2 separate regions of the Columba livia genome follow, and region 2 is linked to region 1. The links are chromatin contacts, called in public Hi-C maps. All regions are on one chromosome and are shown on one strand. The core of a region is the stretch at or near the end of the contact, and the rest is flanking DNA. Distances in the headings are between cores, read along the strand shown.

Region 1 (2,513 bases), core at 10-2,509:
CCTGAAGTATTCTGTAGGGATACTCATTAGAGATACCTGGTGAATGTTCTTCCTGGGGATATAACCTCAGGAGAAGGCAGATTCAATTGCTGTGTACTATGCCTTGGCATATTCATGTACAAGCTCAAACTCCATGAATTAAAGCTTCAAAGTTAAGTACACAGACCGCCACTTCACATCCCACTTATCTCCATTTCCCAGAGAATCCCAGCAGACACCGAGCAGAGAAAAATCATCCTGCTCAAAAAGGAGGTGACCCCACCACTCCAACTCAAAATTTAAGCAAGACCAAGGCGTTGTCCTAAACCATGACCTTGAAGGTGCGGGTGAATGTTGCCCAGGGACAGCATCACTGCAGCAAAATACTGGTATCAGACCTGGACCTTGTACAAAAGAACACAGAAATAACCAGAATAAACTGGAATAAAATGTGAAATGGCCACTTACAAAACCACACAGAAATAAAATATAGTAGATGCTAGTGTGCAAGACGGGGAGCCCACCAACTGAATACAAGATCAGCGATTTGGTACAGAAGTGCTGTTACTATGCTGGACACGGGCTCAGCTGGCGGGACAGCAGTGTGGTCAACTACCAGCAGCACCAACGGGCTTCCCGAGATCCTCACAGCTTCCGAGTCACACGAAAGAAGGCACAGAACATATAGAAATAAAACACAAATGCAACCAGCTGGGTGAACGTTGCCTCCCAAGAGACAGAGCTGGCGGAGCCGAGCCCACCGGGAGCCGAGCCCACCGGGAGCGGGGCAGGCCCGGCACGCCGGGAGAGCTGAGGAGAAGGGTCAGAGGGGGCTCTGCGCTGCTCCGGCAAACACAGCTGCGAACCGGTCTGGCCGATGCTGAAAAGCACCAGGGCTTGCCCCAAGCACCGACCACGCTTCCAGAAGCGAGAGCAGCGCAATTTCTTGGTCCTCAGAGCAACGTTCCAGCTGCCGCAAGCCAAGGGACCGAGGCGGAACGGCGGCCCGGCAGCCGGTACTCACCCGGCCGGCCCCTCTCGGCGCTCCGGGCAGCGCAGGCGGCGGCATCGCGGGCGGGCGGCAGCGCCGGGGCTCGAACCGCGGGCTCCGCCGCTGCCCCGCGCGGTCTGAGGCAGCGCAGCGCGCGCTCTCCCGTCCCGGCGGGCCCGCCGCACCTCTCCGCCGAGGGCCGAGCGGACCCGGACCGGGACCGGGACCCCGCCGCCCGGCTCCCGCCGCATCGCATCGCGCCGCTCCGCGCGGCGAAACCCGCCGCCGTTCCCGCCTCGGCCGCGCGGAGCCGGGCGGCGCGGGGGGCGGTGCCGGGCCGCGCCCCTCCTCCCCTCCGCCCCTCGGCGCCGGCAGCGCGGAGGGCTGGGCTGGGCCGCGCCGCTCGCTGCAGCGCTCGGCTCCGCTCCGCCGTCGAGGAGGGAGAAGAGAGAGGAGAGGGACGGGACCGCCTCGCCCAGCCCCGCCGCCCGCCGCCCGGCCCGCGCCTCGCCGCCCGCCCCGCTCGCCCCCACCGCCGCCCGCGCGAAGATGGCCGGCTGGCAGAGCTACGTGGACAACCTGATGTGCGATGGCTGCTGCCAGGAGGCCGCCATTGTGGGCTACTGCGACGCCAAGTACGTCTGGGCAGCCACGGCCGGCGGCATCTTCCAGAGCATCACGGTGAGGGCGGCGGCCGGGCAGGCGGGCGGGAGCGGGGAAGGGCGAGCGCGCCTGCGGCGCCGGCCCGGCGGGAGCGCGAGCGCGGCCGTTAGCGCGGGGCGGGGGACGGGGGCACCTTGGGGTGTGCGGGGGGAAGGCGGCGGGCGAGAGAGAGGGGCCCGGCCGCCTTTTTGTCTGTGTCTGCCGGCGGCGCCGCGGGAGAGGGGCCCTTCCCGCCGGCGGGGGCGGGGGCTGCGGCCCGATGCGGCGGGGCCCGCCTGCGGGGCTGGCGGGGCGGCCGCGCGGGGGCCGCGGGGCGGCGGGCGAGGCCGCGCGGCGGGGCTGGCGTAGGGCCGCCCGCGCCTGGGCCCGGCGCTGCGGCGAGGCTTACGTGCGCGGCGTAGGAGGCGTTCGTGAATGCCCACCGCGCCGCCGGCTCCATGTTTTTCACCGCCAAGATGGCGCACTGCCATTGATCGCTGCCTCCCCTCCCCCGCCCCGCCCGTCCTTCGCCCCCGCCGCCGCCCCGGCCCGCCAGCCCCGCGCCCGCCGCCCGCCCGGCGCTGCGGGACCGCGCCGCCGTTACATAAGGGCCGTGCGGCGCTCTGCAGCGCGGCCTGGCCCGGCCGGCCCGGCGGCCGGCGCCGTGCCCCGCCCCGGGCGCGGCGGGGCCCGCGGCGGCGTGGGCCAGGTCCCGGTCCCGGTCCCGGTGCCGGGGCAGCGCGGGCGGGCGGGGCCCGCGGCGGCCGCGCAGAGCCGGGCCGTGATTGCGGAGCCGGGCCCGCCGTGACGCTGCACTTTGCGGCCGCGCCGCCGCGGCTGGGCCCGCGCCCCCCCCCGCGCCGGCCGCGCCGCCGCCCGACCCCCGCGGCCGCTCCGGGCC
Region 2 (2,513 bases), core at 9-2,508, 36 kb before region 1:
GCGCTAGTAAGACATTGAGCACTAGTGAGACACCCGCCAGCGCCGGCAACGCGGGCACAGCCCGCTCCCCTGCTCAGCCCGCGGGCCGGCAGCGCCCGCACCCGGACAGAGGCGCCCCCGCGGCGGGCAGGCGGGCTGCGGGCCGGCCGAGCCCCCCACGGGAGCTGGGTAAACGTGGGCCCCTGCTTCTCCTTATCAGGGAGTTCGCATTTCAGCTCCACGGTAAAGAAAAATCCAGTTAAAAACCCAAATGGACGAATCACTGTGGATTCCTCCCCAGCAGGCAGAAAAGGGACGGCGAAGCTCTGCAGCAGACGCGGTACCTGCGAGCACACCTGGGAGACGTGGGGCTGCGGTCATCCTATCAAAGCTGGAAACGCTGGGCACTGCGCTGGGCTCTATCTTCTGCCAGGCCGAACTCAAACCCGAAATATCTGCTCACACAACTCCAGCTGAGCTCTCAGTCATGTAACATAAGCACAAACTCCTCCTGACATCGGTGCAGAACAATTTGCAGTTAAGCTTTCTGTGGAAACCTACGAATCCAGACACTTCTGACAAGCGCAAAGTAACAATGCGCTTTTACTACCAGCTATTCACTTGCCAAGAAAAATTACTGTTTTTTCCAAGTTTCTAAATCCTGCAATATCTGGGTTTTTTTAGAACTAAGTTGCACACATTGTCCTTTAGGAGCTACTCGAACTGGCCAGCAATGGCTACATGTGACATATCTCAGGCCAGCACAGCCGGCACTCCAACAGTGGGTCCTAATTCAGCCTGTCACAAAGACAGGGGCCAGTGCAAAACGCTCAGTTCTGAGCATGCGCTGCCACTATTGAAAGCATAATCCGAAGTGCAGAGAGGAGGATTTCAGCTGAAAGTCTCGAGGATGGAATTTGCTTGCAGGATTCATGCCCAGAGCTCGGTTCAGGGCTCACAGCCCTCGTGGCATCCCAGGCTCTGGAGAAGAGGGACCTGGGTTTTAGGCAGGGCTCAATTCTCAAAGAAACGCCTGTGTGCACTTGCACAAGGAATACCTTGTTGGCTCAGGCTCAGTGAATTCAGAACAAACCAAACAAAAAGCCGCAGAACCATGTGCCATCTAGAGCTTTTGCTGCTCCTGCGGTCCCATGCGAGCCCAGGAACCTCCACCGCGTTCTGGAGGGCGAGCCCCCCCGGCCAGGGCAGCGGGCGGCACAGGGTCGGGCCATGTGCGCGGAGCGGCCGCTCGGTTCCGTGCGCCTGCTCCCGGACCCCTTGTCTGCCTCGCCCGGTGTGACGGCCCAGCGGGACCGGCCCCGCTGCGCACCGCGGGCTCCGGGCACGAACCGGGTGGGAAGCCGAGGCCTCTCAGCCACAGCACAGGAAAAGAGAAAAAAGCCAGCAGTACCGCATCTGGCAGCTTCCGAGTGGCGGGGGGGCCGCGCCCGTTATTCCCGCGTTGTGCCTGTGCACCGGCAGATGGAGCTCTGCCCTCAGCAGCCCGCTGCAGCCGCGCCTGCGGCACAAACCCGCCCCGCCGGGCCGCCGGGCTGCCGCATGGGACGCGGGCACAAAGGGGCCCCGGCCCCGCCAGCAGGGATCGCTCCGGAACTCGTCAGTGGCGAAAATCTCCGATTAACCGCAGTAATGCCTTCCCTTCCATTGTGTAATATTCTTCCTTTCTTTCTAAAATTGTTTCCAGGATTATTCGGGATTCAGCACGGTTTGGAAAATGAGAAGGCATGGTTTATTTCTCTTGCAAAATAAGGAATGACAATTTTTTCTTGCCACATTTAGAGAGAGAAAAAAAAAATATATATATATATATATAAAAAAAAATATAAAAACTGTATCATGCCTGTGAGCACTGCAGACTGCATGATCCTGAGGATTTCACAGGAACGAAAGGTCAAGGGATCTGCGGCAGATTTCCCCAGCGCTGCTGACAGATCTGACGCCTGTAGCGGGTGCGTCACAGCAGGACAGAGGAGGAGTGATGAGGGGGAGCACTGGCATTTGCCGGCATCTCAGCAAGCTGGGAAATGACAAATTCGTATGTGGATTCTCTTCCCGTGCTGCCGCAGGTGGCTCCAGCCAGGCCCTGCAGAGCCGGCGCATCCCGGTGTGCACCGCGGCGCCGGTGCTGCGGGCAACCCCGTGGCAACGAGCCACCCAAGGCCAGTGACCAGCCCCACCCTGCAGGGAACCAGGAGCAGAACCACCCTGGGTTGAGGGCTTTTTGTTGGTTGGTTTGCTCATGCACCAGGCACATTCTGCTGTGCACCCAATGCAGGCTTGACTTCAAACGAGTGAGCGCTCGCCACTGACGGCCAGGGAAGCCCATCTTTAGAGCCAGGGTGCAGCTCATTATTCTCTGCAAATGTACTGCTATATAAGCAATATATTAAAATATATTTTGACTTTTTTAAGATTCTTGGACGATTTCATGTTATGCAAGCAGGAAAACTGAGATTATTATAGAGTTACCCAAGATGCTGGAGATGATATTTGCCAGCAAGGTAATTCAATAT

Evidence for each region. Hi-C and Micro-C count contacts between places; a contact is called where the count stands out from the background.
Region 2: a Hi-C map of liver shows a contact between it and region 1, with 1.9 times the contacts expected there. The contact joins the enhancer-like site here to the promoter of LOC135580212 in region 1. A contact is called at or near these places in 2 of 2 Hi-C or Micro-C datasets (crop and liver).

Annotation. Positions count from the first base shown.
Region 1 is chr9:309,948-312,460 of bColLiv1.pat.W.v2, reverse strand. It overlaps LOC135580212, which reads right to left and starts at 1,259. Exons shown (of 8, transcript XR_010474541.1): 1 at 1,004-1,259. It overlaps PFN2 (profilin 2), which reads left to right and starts at 1,343. Exons shown (of 3, transcript XM_065073355.1): 1 at 1,343-1,651. The coding sequence starts at 1,520.
Region 2 is chr9:346,401-348,913 of bColLiv1.pat.W.v2, reverse strand. The region is part of intron 4 of LOC135580212; the gene reads right to left. Among named protein-coding and RNA genes, the nearest start is that of PFN2, 37 kb to the right of the region's middle. Within about 2 kb of position 1,258, at least 3 of the 3 cell types and tissues checked have an H3K27ac peak away from gene starts, as active enhancers do.